Linked DNA regions of Hordeum vulgare: region 2 is linked to region 1. Evidence: chromatin contacts called from public Hi-C data. All regions are on one chromosome and are shown on one strand. Each heading gives the region's core, a stretch centred on a gene start, on an enhancer-like site or on the middle of the called end of the contact. The rest is flanking DNA. Distances are from core to core; before and after follow the strand shown. Region 1 holds the start of LOC123449266 (alpha,alpha-trehalose-phosphate synthase [UDP-forming] 6-like). Region 2 holds the start of LOC123449270.

What was found. Hi-C and Micro-C count contacts between places; a contact is called where the count stands out from the background.
Region 2: a contact with region 1 is called in a Hi-C map of seedling, with 4 times the contacts expected there. The contact joins the promoter of LOC123449270 here to the promoter of LOC123449266 in region 1. A contact is called at or near these places in 2 of 6 Hi-C or Micro-C datasets (leaf and seedling) and 1 of 1 datasets of contacts at active chromatin or transcription factors (embryo).

The regions. Positions count from the first base shown.
Region 1 is chr4H:525,348,464-525,355,124 of MorexV3_pseudomolecules_assembly, reverse strand. LOC123449266 (alpha,alpha-trehalose-phosphate synthase [UDP-forming] 6-like) reads right to left here and starts at 4,293. Exons shown (of 3, transcript XM_045126413.1): 1 at 1,675-4,293; 2 at 940-1,213; 3 at 201-860. The coding sequence starts at 3,668. The coding sequence ends at 519.
Region 2 is chr4H:525,549,011-525,555,585 of MorexV3_pseudomolecules_assembly, reverse strand. It overlaps LOC123449270, which reads right to left and starts at 4,150. Exons shown (of 18, transcript XM_045126417.1): 1 at 3,976-4,150; 2 at 3,285-3,371; 3 at 188-369. The coding sequence starts at 4,102. It overlaps LOC123449271 (probable UDP-3-O-acyl-N-acetylglucosamine deacetylase 1, mitochondrial), which reads left to right and starts at 4,135. Exons shown (of 7, transcript XM_045126419.1): 1 at 4,135-4,350; 2 at 4,438-4,746; 3 at 4,865-5,071; 4 at 5,799-5,897. The coding sequence starts at 4,279.

The sequences.
Region 1 (6,661 bases), core at 3,044-5,543:
CCCCCCGAGGTGGCGGGGAGCCAACGAGAACCAATCCTCACAATCCTCAAAAAAAAGTCATGAAAGAGCCTTGCATGAATTTCACAAGCTCCACCTCTCTCCAACATTCCATGAATTAGGAAGACGTATAATCTTTGAAACCATTTAATCAGCAGACATCATAGGTTTTGGTGTAAGAACCAGAGTCGGCGGAAAATATGTTTTAACATCACAAATTAGCTTTTTCCCATGGCATTCAGAGAGACATTATTACGGTTGCGGTAATTAGACTAGCAGGTTTCAAACGGAGCCCACAACACTCTAGAGCAAGCACTGCTGCTGATAACAAACCACTAGCAGGTTTCAAACGGAGCCCACAACACTCTAAAGCAAGCACTGCTGCTGATAACAAACCACCGGCAGTGCAGCAGATACCATGAAAAAAGCATAGCTCATGTACACCTAAACTACGCTGCAGAAGCCTCCTCAGACTGTTGCCAACACGACAATGCCCTTCCTCTTGTGCTTCCAACTTCCTACTACTGCAGCTCGCCGACGCACCACAGGTCCTCGGGGTCCTCTCCCTCGGCGGGGTTCTCCAAGGCGAGCTCCTCGGAGACATACGCCAGCCCCTGCATCAGCCTCACCACCTCCGCCGTGTCGTCGAGGTAGTACTTGGCCTTGCTCGGCTTGCGGCCGACGGTGCAGGCGAACACCTCCGCCGTGGGCGCGAGCGAGTCGCCGCAGGAGGAGCTGGTGATGAACTGGAACATGTCCTCGTCGGAGCGGTCGTCCCCGATGCAGAGCACGAAGTCCGGGCACATGCCCCTCTCCTGCAGCTCCGCCAGCATGCGCCGCGCCACCACGCCTTTGCTCACGCCCTGTCAAGCACAATAACACCCTGTGAGGCTCGACTCGTACGATCGAAGAGGATGAAATGACATGGAGAAACTTCTTCACCTGTGGTTTAGCTTCGACGGAGTGCACGGTGCTCTTCACGGACACCGGGTCGTTGGTGAGCACGCTCTCTAGGTGGTCGACGAGCTCCTTGGCCTGGCATGACCCGAAGTCGGGGTCCGCGTCCTCGTAGTTCCAGACCATCACGGTGTCCCTCTCCTCGATGATCGAACCGTCCGTCGTCTCTGTGTAGAGCTCCATGACCGGCCGTGCAGTCTGCATCCAGCTGCAGTCTGCGGGTGGGATGCAGGTCTCCCATTCTGCGTCCCTCTTCAGCCTTACTCAGTGCAGCACATTTCAGAAGTTAGACATCAGAGAACTAGGCACTTGTAAAATGATGCAACAGATCATGCTAACTTAGCAGCCGCCCACCAAATATAGCAACAAAATATCATGGCAGAAGAAATAAGTCATGGCATTCCACTCCAACTTGAATATGAACCTATGATTTTTGTTTTTCTGAAAAGGAGGCCTCTGCATCATTGCGATGCACGCAGCCATAGAATATGAACCTATGATGCAACATACTCAAAAACATCTCTCCATACATGTGCCACCACATTGTAGGAGTACTTGTCATAATGATATAGAGTCCAATAACATTTCCCACAATTAAGTTGGCTGATATAGACAGGAAAAAGATAAGATGGCCTGCATCTGAAAGTCTGAATGTTAAGCAGCTTGCAAGAATGTACTCCTACATAAGACTATAAGAGGGAAGCAACCTTAAGCTCATACCTCATGAAGTAGCCGTGCTCAGCTGCCATGCCAAGGTTCTCGGCAGGGAACCACTCGTTGAGCGTGCACCGTTTGAACCCGCTGCAAAGGAACACCGCATTTCTCTTGTCCTGACACAAGCTGTTGAGTATCTGGACCGATTTGGCAGTCGGGCTCTTGTTGATCGCCTGCGGCATGAGCGTGCCGTCGTAGTCTAGCAGAATGGCGCGAGTCTTGGACCTCCTGTACGCCTGAACAATGTGCTCCATTGCAAGCTTCCTAAAGCTCAGGTCAAGGGAGACCACCCTGAACCGCAGGCCAAAACCTATCCCCCAGCACCGCCGGTTCGAGTGATCCTTGCAGGTCCTCTCAAGGTCCTGCAGGAAGCTGTTGGCCCAGTAGCCGACGTCGTGCTTCTCGACATAGCGGTAGTGCTTGTCATGCCGCAGATTCTTCTCCTTCTCAGGCATCACAAGGGCGCTCTCCATGGCATCGGCCACGGCATCGATGTTCCATGGGTTCACCCTTATGGCGCCGCTGAGCGACGGGGTGCAGCCGATGAACTCGGACACCACCAGCATGCTCTTTTTCTGCTCTGGTTTGCACAGCCGCAGTATTCTGTCCAGCTTCTCGTTGCCTTGCCGGGAGGCGACGTACTCAAAGGGGATCAAGTTCATGCCGTCCCGGACCGCGGTGACCAGGCACACCTCTGCAATGACATAGTACGCGACGCGCTCGTAGAACTGCAATGGCTGCTCAATCAGCACCACCGGCTCGTACCCCGGCGCGCCATACGCCTCGTTGACCCTCTTCACCATGGCATATGTCTCCTCCTGCACGCCGGCGACGTCCTTGCCCCGGCCCCTCGCCGGGTTCGCCACCTGCACCAGCACCAGCTTGCCCCGCCACTCAGGGTGCTGGCGCAGCAGCTCCTCCATGGCGTGCAGCTTCAGGCTGATCCCCTTGAATATGTCCATGTCGTCGACGCCGAGCATGACGACCCTGCCGTTGCCGGTGTAGGCCTCCATGAGCTGGGCGACCTTGGCCTCCGTCTCCGGCAAGGCGAGCACGGTGTTGAGCTGGTCCATGTAGACTCCGACGGGCAAGATCTTGATGCTGACGGTGCGGCCGTAGTACTCGAGGCAAATGTAGCCCCGCTTGGACTCGTAGGGGAGGCCAAGCATCCGGCCGCAGCAGGAGAGGAAGTGGCGAGCGTAGTCGAAGGTGTGGAAGCCGATGAGGTCGGAGTTGAGGAGCGCGCGGAGGAGCTCCTCCCGGACGGGCAGCGTCTTGTAGATCTCGGAGGAGGGGAAGGGCGAGTGGAGGAAGAAGCCAAGCTTGATGCGGTTGAAGCGCTTGCGGAGGAAGGTGGGGAGCACCATGAGGTGGTAGTCGTGCACCCACACGAAGTCGTCGTCCGGGTTGATCACCTCCAGCACCTTGTCGGCGAACACCTTGTTGGCGGAGACGTAGGCCTGCCATAGCAGCCGGTCGAAGCGGCCGCCGAGGTCGGGGGACAGCGGCAGCCTGTAGTGGAAGAGCGGCCAGAGGTGCTGCTTGCAGAAGCCGTGGTAGTAGCGGGCGGCGGTGTCGGCGGTGAGGAACGCCGGCACGCAGTTGTAGGACTCGAGGAGCGCCTGCGCCACGGCGTCCTGCTCGGGCCCCGGGACGTCCTCGCGGAGGCAGCCGATGTAGACGAACTCCATGGACGGGGAGGAGGAGCTCTTCTGCACGTGGCGGAGCAGCGAGTCCTCGTCCCACGAGAAGGTCCACGGCTCCGACGGCGACGCCGGGCGGTGGGCCCGGATCGGGAGGTGGTTGGCGACGACGATGGTGCGCGGGCGCGGCGCCGGGGACGGCGTGGAGGGGGACGCGGGGGAGTCCTCCATGAGCCCCGGCGTGGTGACCACGCTCGGTAGCCGCCGCCGCAGCGCGCCGAGCGCCGCCGGCGCCGGCCCCTGGTCCGCCGCGCCCGTGGCCAGGTCAAGCAGGTTGGAGTAGGAGCTCGACACCATGGCCTCCTCCCGTGAGCAAGATTCGGGATTTCGCGAGAAAGGGGAGGGATTTGGGGAGAATTGGGGCTTCAATCAGCGAGCGAAGTCCAGGAGGAAGAAGGGAGGCGCCGATATTTTGGCACACAGTTCCTGGCGAGACAGTTGAAGGCCTGGGCTCAGCAGCAACAAGGCATCCACCTGACCTGGGGTGGGTGTGTGTCTTGCTCACTGCGTCCGTCTCTATCTCTCTCTTTGTGCTTACCGGTGGAGTGAGCTGAGCTGAGCTGAGCTGAGCTGAGAGTGATGCACTAATTGTAGAGAGAGAAAGGGAGGGCCTTTCTGTACTTTTGACACAAGGGGAAGGGGGTGAACCTTTCGTGCATGCAATTTGGTGGTGGCGGTATTCGCCTGGCTTGACAAGTGTGTACCTCACTCCTTCACCAAAAAGACTAGGAGATAGGGGGTATCTTGCTCGGCCTGTGACGAGGCCGGTTTGGTCCCGTTCCTCTGGCCAAGAAACATATCAATCAGATCTCTGATAAAATTGCCAGAAAACATCATCAAAGGAAAACATCTTTGAGCCACACCCACGAGACTGCTCCAGCCCTACACGATCTGGTGGAACTGCTACAACTCATGGTGCACGACGACGAGCAGCCGCTGGTGAGGGCGGATGCCCTTTATAGAACAAACAAGCAGCGAGGCATAGGGTGAGCGGGGAAAGCAGAGGGTTTACTACAAGAAAGAAAGGAAGAAAGAAAGACGAGGAAGGGGACAGGAGGCGACGGGCGCGTACACGTTGATTTCCTTGCTTTGGCGTTTGGACGGTGGTGCCTTGACAACATCTATTGGGGTTGGCCCCCAGCGCCCAAGACGGCAAGGAAAAGAAAACAACTGTTACTGGGGGCGGCGCAGCGAGTCTGGACGGCGGAGAGAGATCGGTGGCCCTTTTGTGTCGTTGGTTCGGTTTACACCTGGGGCAGGAGTTTTTAGGGGCTAGATAGAAAAGGAATGGTGTGCTGATTCGCAATAAAAAGTTTCCGGCTATTTTCTGATGGCAGTGTAAATTCACGAGATCCTCTGTCCGGATGGAAGAAGTAGGGCGTTGGTGGTTCTAGCAAAGAACGAAAATTACGACGTCCGCTATCGCAACATGGCCTTTTCACATGTGCAACGTAGATAGATCAATTCATATTTAAGCTAACAGTAAATTCAAGATTACGCTTATATGTCCGCATTATGTCTTGTGTTTGCTCGGCAATTGCGACCACTATATTCTTTTAGCGGATAACTTTACCATATCTGTCCTTTTTCGTAATTTACGAACAAGAAGGCATCTGGATAGATGTATGCATGTCTTTTCACATATGCAACATAGATAATAACTTTTTTGAATTGTATCCATGCAACAAATTATATGTAGTCAAATCGATGCATACAAAGGCTAATAATAAATTACATATGTAAAACATGACAACCACATGTCTGCGTCTGCTCGACGGTTTTAACAATGATATTGTATTTTAAGATGATTTCATCATATGTAACTGCTTTACAGTTATAAAGAGAAGTGCACTCTTAGAATGGACATAGTCTTTTCACATATGCGGCACAAATCATTTGTTCTAAATTATTTCCGTGCAACAAATTTTCTTTATAACTAGATCAATTCGTACCCACAAAACTAACAACTACTCCCTCCGTTTTTAAATATAAGTCTTTTCAGAGATTTCACTTAGAGGCTACATACAAAGCAAAATGAGTGAATCTACCCTTAAAATATGTCTATATACATCTGTATATAGTTTTCTAGTGAAACTTCTAAAAGACTTATATTTAGGAACAAAGGGAGTACATACAAATGCAAAAGTGATACACTTCTATATCAATATTTTCTAGGTTGTTTTCGGCACTATATTATATTTGGCAAAGTTTGCCAGATGTAGCCATTTTTGCACGTAGTAGGGAGAAGAAGACACTTTGCATTGATGTATGCAATCCTTGCCACATACTAACATACATAGAAATATCACTAGTGCATTTGTGATTCAACAAAGAAACAAATTACAATATACACTATCGCAATGCGGTATTTTCACATGTGCAACGTAGGTAGAAAGAATATTTCCTGATTTGTTCATGAAACGAATTGTATGCAGTCTAAAAGCTAACACTAAATTAAGGACGCAAAGCATTGAACTTCTATGTACATATTATGTCTATGGGACCCGGATCCTCTAACATACTACACCCTTGACGTGGGGCCACTGGCGTGTGGGCCAGGGTCCACATGCCAGGGGAGCCATGTCCATAGATGAGTTTACTCGTCATTCTAACCAATACATTCTATTATCGTGGATGACTTTACCATATTTGTTATTTTCCATAATTGACGAAGAAGAGGGCCCTCTCGATAGACGTATCCATGTCTTTTCACATATGCAACATCCATATAAACATTATTTTTTGAATTGTATCCATGCAACAAATATATTTAGTCAAATCGATTCATACAAAGGCTAACAATAAATTACATGTGTAAAACATGACCAACATGTCCGCGTCTGCTCGGCGGTTTAAACAATGATATTGTATTTTACGGATGATTTTTGTACCCAAATGATAAGTGACATACACGTGGCATGAAATAACATCGTCCTAACATTATTTAGAACTAAAGTTGCCATCCGAAAACAAAACTGAACTTGCCATCCAAACAGAAAGTTGCCATGCTTCGCAACAAAAGCCGCCATCTTCGGTTAAATAAACTTGCCATCAAAAAATGTCGGGGCGGAATTGCTTCGTGTAACATGTGTGGCACTTATCAGGTTCCTTTTAGTATATGTCACTACTTTGCAATTATAGAGAATAAGTGCACTCTTAGAATAGACATAGTATTTTAACACATGCAACACAAATCCTTTGTTCTAAACTACTTCACTCCAACAAATTCGCTATGTAACCACATCAATTTATACCCAAAAAACTGACAGTTACTTACAAATGCAAAAGTG
Region 2 (6,575 bases), core at 2,901-5,400, 200 kb before region 1:
AAGCTATCCTCTCTAGGTTATGATATATCAAGATGATCGTGATTGAGTTTTGCATCAAAATTGGATAACACATATTAATATAGGGATCATGTTGGAACAAAGTGTGGAACTATAAATAATATATTTTTTATAAGAAAGATAATGCCAAAAGGTGGGCTAGATGAAGCTAAGGACAACATGTACTTGCTTTTCTGAAAAAAGCTCGTGCTTTATCTGTGAACCATTTGATCGTGTGTTCATTTGAGATCACTGAACCATCTTCGATCCGACGTAGACCAGTAACATCAGCTTGCTTACGAATTGTAGATGCTGGAGCAACTGAGTCATCCTGAGCCAATACAGAGCCGCCACTCAGGCTAAGAAGAAAAGCTGCAACAAGAGCGAAGTTAGGATCACATGATATCAAATATGAGTTTTCCTTCATTAAATTTTGAAAAGTATTTAAAACTGAAGTTGGGAATTCTATAAAGTTGCTATGGATCAACTATGGAGTATTGAAGACTGAAGTTGGGAAAATAATGGGAGTTGCAAGGCTTTTGGAAGTTCCCCACATTGGTTGTTTTGAACGTAGCCACGTTGGTTGCTGAAGGGCAACAAACCTAAGTGAATGTATTTCCTACAAATCTAATTAAATTAGAAGTGGGGCAATCCCCTATGTTAGTAAGGTAGCTTTTGGAAATGTGAATGCCTTTACAATCCTATATTCCTACAGTTGGTACTAGAGCCTGGTTCTAACATCTCTGGCTTAATTGGACACTAGTGTGTGACTGACCGCTGGACGAAGGTTCCTACGGAACTGTCGGTTGTATACCGAAGGAGCCTGTGAGTTTGAGGGTTTTCCAACTAAGTAAAACATGAAATAAACACAGTAGGTACTGGTATTTTTTTCTGGGGTTTTCAACACCGAAATCTGAAGATGGGAATTGCTGGAACAGTGGAGGTTAATGGACCTTAATTACAAGTTTTTAGGATTTTCAGCAAAGCAAAACAGGAACTAAACACGCTAACTATTGATCACTCCCACGGGGTTTTCAACACCAATATGTGGAAGAGAGATTGCTGGAATTGTGAAAGGGCAACAAACCTAGTTGTATTAGTTTAATAGTTTTTCTTGTTTGTCCCTGATCCTGTTTTAGGCACAGTCTGCGGTTGCTGAACTTTGCAGCACTGTGCTTATATTTTATAATCTGCTGTGGAAAATTAGACATAAAAGTAACACTAGAATAGGGAAAAGTGGGTGTGGGGCGAACGGGATTATGAGAATCCACCGCAATGCCAAACGCAGAATTAGTTATTTAGTACTTTTAGTTTTAGCTTTCTAGTGTTTGCAGCTCTTGTTAGTTCTTCTTTTGATCTGGAGGCTTGCAACTAGTCGAGGAAGAATAGTTGTGAATTTCCACTTTCACCGCTTGCTTGGCTTTGTGAGATATCAGTTGTGGAACAAAACAAAATCAACCAACGCTTCCTTGTGGATTCACCATTCTTTCTCATCAACACGAGTTAAGCAATAGGTACAGGGGAGGAGCAGCAACCAGCTTACGGCAGCGCCGGCCGGCCGAATTGTGGGGCGGCGGCGGAGGCCAAGGGGCAAGGGAGAGGGTCACAAGTTAGGTTTAGGTCGGGGAAAACTAGTCTCGATCCAGGTTTCACGGGGGGATTGGGCAAGCAAATAGAAAAAATATGATAGGCGGGGCCAGCTTTTAGTTGTTCGACTCAAAAAGCTAGACTAGTCGATCGAGTCGCTCGACTCAGCCAATGATTCGGGTTGACATATTGAGTCGACTTTCAGTTGCGACTCACCGACGACTAGTGGTTCAACTTAACAACAATGGTTAGAGTAAAAAATTTACTCCTCGACAACACGGCTCCTATATTTACTCGGCCGCCCACCCGCCCGAGCAAAAAAGCTCCCTCTCCCCTCGGCCTCACCCACCCCACCCCATGTCGCATATACTCCACCGCCTCCTCTCTAGCTTCCGCCGACCACAACACGCCACCGCTGACCCCCATAGGACCCGCCACGCTCCTCCCCCACCCGGATCTAGTCCTCTCTCGCCGGCGGTAGCGCCTAAATCGGCAAATCTACAATCCTCGCCGCTTGCACCGTCGCATTTTGGATGGATTCGCCGGAGACAGAATCACCTTGCCTCCGCAATAGTTCAATGTTGCATCTAGGTATGCCCTCCCCCTCTCGGCACTCAGATCTCTCTCTTTGACTAACCACCGGCACAACCACGTCCGTCGGCCGTCAGCCGAGCTTGACACTAGCCCAACAGCTCGTCGGCTCCCCGCTGCCGGTCATCAAGTGTGACCACTACCCGCGGCTGGTGTTGCACCGAGTTCCGAGCACATGGAAACATCTGGGATGGGTGTTCTTCAAGTGCAAAAAGAATAGGATGAGTGTTTGTTTGTACGGTTATTCTTCGGATTCGTCGTAATTTGTAACTTATTGTTTGCTCAAATTGTGTGTAGGATGGATGTAAGATTTGTTATTGGGAAGAAGAGTGCATCGGTCTATTGATAGCGAGAAATTTGCTAGATGTTCATGCACTACTTGCTAGAGTAGAGACTAGAGACGATGCAAAGTCCAATTGTGTGGAGGCAGAGAAGAACGAAGTGTGCAAGTTCAAGAAGTCGATAGAGAAAAGCAACAATGTTGGCAATGAAGACATAGATAAAGTATTAATCGAACTAGTGGGAGCACTTAGGGCACTTGAGTTTCTATTAAAATGTCTAATTGTTCTTGTAGTTTTCTCCGGATCGGTTCTCTTAGCGAAGAATTGGTGAAGTACGTAACTATGATGTCGTTTAATAAAGTAATATAAGAGAGAAGTTTATTTGGATGACCGGAAATTAAATGAATTTGACATTTTTTTTACTCCGCTAAGTTCAGGGGATCAGCTAGAAAGGACCAAAACTTAGAGGAGTTAAAATACCCCACTAAGGTTTACTCGGCTGTTTACTCCTCTAAAATTTAGGGGATCGGCTAGAGATGCCCTTAGCATGTTTTTTGTGCATGTCCAGAAGATTATCGCTATACCATTTGCTTATTTGTTGGCATGCACAGTTGGCTTATTTCTCAATCTGGTGACAAGATAACCCTCCCTCAACTTTTCTCTTCCACCTCACCTAAATGCTGAAATTGCATGCACCCCACTTGGTAGAAAGTGACATAATAATACTTTTAGCCCAACTATTGCCTTGTACTAAAATTTATGAATTCAGCAACAGCTAAGCAGTGTGCAATGCATGAAAAGGGGATGGCGCATATGCATGAGACAGACCTGCTTGTCCAATCAGTATAGCGCCAAACTTGAAACCCAGCCGTCGATTGGAAAAGTAACTGAAGTTGCCATCATAAGATTCAGAACCTGGGAAAAAAATCATGCATTTTTTCAAAATGACCACGGAAGCAAACACGAGCAATGTCACTCTTGGCTGCACTAGAAACAGTAGAAGCAGGACAATTTATAATTTAAAACTCTATTTAGTAAAAAAATCAATCCGGAACAGTTCACCAACAAAGGACATATAGCTATTATCATGGACCAACCAAGCATTAGCGTTGCATATTTCGTGACAGCTGAACAGCTCCCCAGAGACTCAGATTTACACAGGTTGTAGCTTGCACATTCCAATTCCAGCCTGATCCCATGCCACCCAAGGGCATGGGGAAAAGGCGCAAACGCTCACCAGCCTTGGGGGCCATCATCAGTTCTCCCTAACCTACTCTTAGTCCGTCATGCTCCTCACCTATCTCTCCATGGAAACAATCGAAGGCACGCAACATCATCCCCCAATATTTTGCCACTTAAATCAACTCAATTTTACAAACCCCAGAGCGCATCGCATGATCCAACCCCTCAAACCCGCTAAAATTACATTTCCCCGCCTCGCTGCAGCCATTTCCCTGCCAATCCTCCCGCGGGGGTTAACACGAGACCACGAAACAGGGTCACAGGGGGAAGCGCTCACCTGAGGAGGCGGCAGCGGCGGGTAGGTGGAGGCCCCTTGAAGGCGGCCCGCCGGCGAGACGATCTGCCGAGGCGAGGGCGAGGCGGCCGCTCCGCAGGAGCGAGAGCAGCCGCAGCCGCGAGGACATGGTTTATTCGCGAGCCCTGGGTCTCCTGGTCTGTGGACTGACTGGGGGTTATGCGGTGAGGGGCTCTGGAACTGGAAGAGAGAAACCTATTGGGCCCCACAAGCGGGCCACGCCACACTTGTCGGTAGTCAAAGTGTGATCCCTCGCTCCTCCGCCGCCGCTGGCCCGCTGCTGCCATGTCCACCGCCGCGGCCGCCGCTGCCCGAGGTCTCAAATCCGTCACCCGCGCCGCCTTCTCCTGGAAGCCGGTGAGTGAGAGACAGCGAGGAACTCTGTCTCTAAACCCTGGAGCTTTGGCTGGCTGTTTGACTAACCCCTTTTGCCCCTCATGCCAGACGGGTCGGGCGCAGCAGACGCTCGCGGCGGCGGTGAGCAGGTCGGGCGTGGGGCTCCACTCGGGCGCGTGCGCCACCGCCACGCTGCTCCCTGCGCGCGCGGGCGAAGGGAGGTACTTCGTCGTGGAGGGGGAGGGGGAGGCGAGGGTGGCGGCGGAGCTGGGGAATGCCGAGCCACAGTCCCCGCTCTGCACCACGCTGCGGAGCGGGAGCGGCGTCGCGCGGGTGCGCACGGTGGAGCACCTGCTCTCGGCCATGGAGGCGCTCGGCGTCGACAACTGCCGCGTCGAGGTCAGCGGCGGCGACGAGGTGCGTACCGTCTTGCTGCCGGGATGCTGCTAACAGTAGTCGGGTAGACGTTCATGTCTGATTCCTTTACCTACGATGTATTTCCGATTCATGTGAATTTATTGTTAAGCGGTGACAGATCCCTTTGCTTGATGGATCAGCGCAAGAGTGGGTGGAGGCCATACGGGGTGCCGGTCTGTGTGAGGCCGATGATATCGGTGGACAAAAGTTGGAGAAACTGGCACCCAAAATCGATGAGCCTGTTTACCTGCGGAAGGACGATTGCTTTGTAGCTGCATTCCCTTCCTCGCAAACCCACATCACCTATGGAATTGATTTTCCAAAGGTATGTATGCCTCATGCTTCCCCTTTTTAAGTTCACGAAATGTGATTATTGTAGGCTCTTGTAACTCGTCCTACTAGTGCCTCTTGCTTCCGCTGCTAACCATATGGTTCATATGCAATTTGGTTTGTATGTTGATCGAACGATGTATGATGTATCGCTTTTCAATTTGAAAATTTCAAGTAACACCGTAGCATGACCGGGAATAGAATGGTATTTTGTTTCTGTGAAATTGATGTCAGGTCAGCACTGCCTGAAATTGTCCTTTGATTTTCCTTTTCTATCACACGTGCAGTGATTTGGTAGAGGCCATTAGATTATTTTTATTTAGTCTTTAGTTTGGCAGACTTCCCACATGTTTTAGTGGGAGAGCTCGAAGCCTGTCACATTCCTGATGCATAGAACAGTAGTTGTTCATACAGATAATGTGTTCCAGTACATCAGTTGTAAGATTTTTTTTCAAATGTGCTCGGGGTTGAACTTGTCTTTGTGTTTTCTATAGTTATTGATTTGATAATCATCATATGAGTAGACATTCATGATAAAGTGTAAGCACCTTCTTTTTTTATCTGCATTAATAAATTTTGACCAAATGCCTTTGGCAAGGACATGAACATAAAGAATATTAGCTAGCTTTTATAACTACTTTTTAGGTAAAAACTTTGATAGTGTGCTAAAAATGTTTCAAAGGTATATTTTGGACTTGAGCAAACTATGTGTCCTATTGTAGGCACCAGCGATTGGTTGTCAATGGTTCGATACTTTCCTGGATGCTGATGTATACTCAAGCAAGATAGCTCCTGCAAGAACTTTCTGTATATTTGAAGAGGTTTGCTCACACTTTAACCAATGTTGATTTATAATCTATTATTACTGTTGTTTTCTCCTCTCTTTTTACTGTATACTGGCAATCATTCGTTCTCTGGTACTAACAGGGAAAAATCAATGTCTTTCTCGTATGTAATATATGGTATTCCCTCCATCCGGTTTATAAGGCGGGCACGGGTTTTTAGGTCTTCAATTTGACAAACGAAATGTCTGTAATATGCTACCAAAAGTATACGTTTAGAAACTTCATTTGACGATGAATCCAGTGATATATGCGTACTGCCATACAACACACGTTTCACTTGTCAAATTGATGACCTAAATTCCCGTCCCCCCCTCCAAACCCAGATAGAGGGAGTATTATAATTTTTTCCTCCAATAATAATGGCAGTGCAACTTGCCATGGTTTGGTTCTCATATGCTTTATCATGATGCATAACTTTACAAGTTTGTATTCATTTTCACCTTTCAGACTAATGACATGAATTGAATGACCAAGGACTTCCAGTATTTCTTTCATTTCCCATATAGCTGAGTAGTACAATCTGTGTTTTATCCTTTCTGCTGGGGATTATGCAGAATTATTGGCTACATGTTACATCCCCCAGCAATTTTCTTACCTCATCCTTACAAATCACATATGGATGCAGACACTCACTTCTTCTTCTGCAATTCTGAG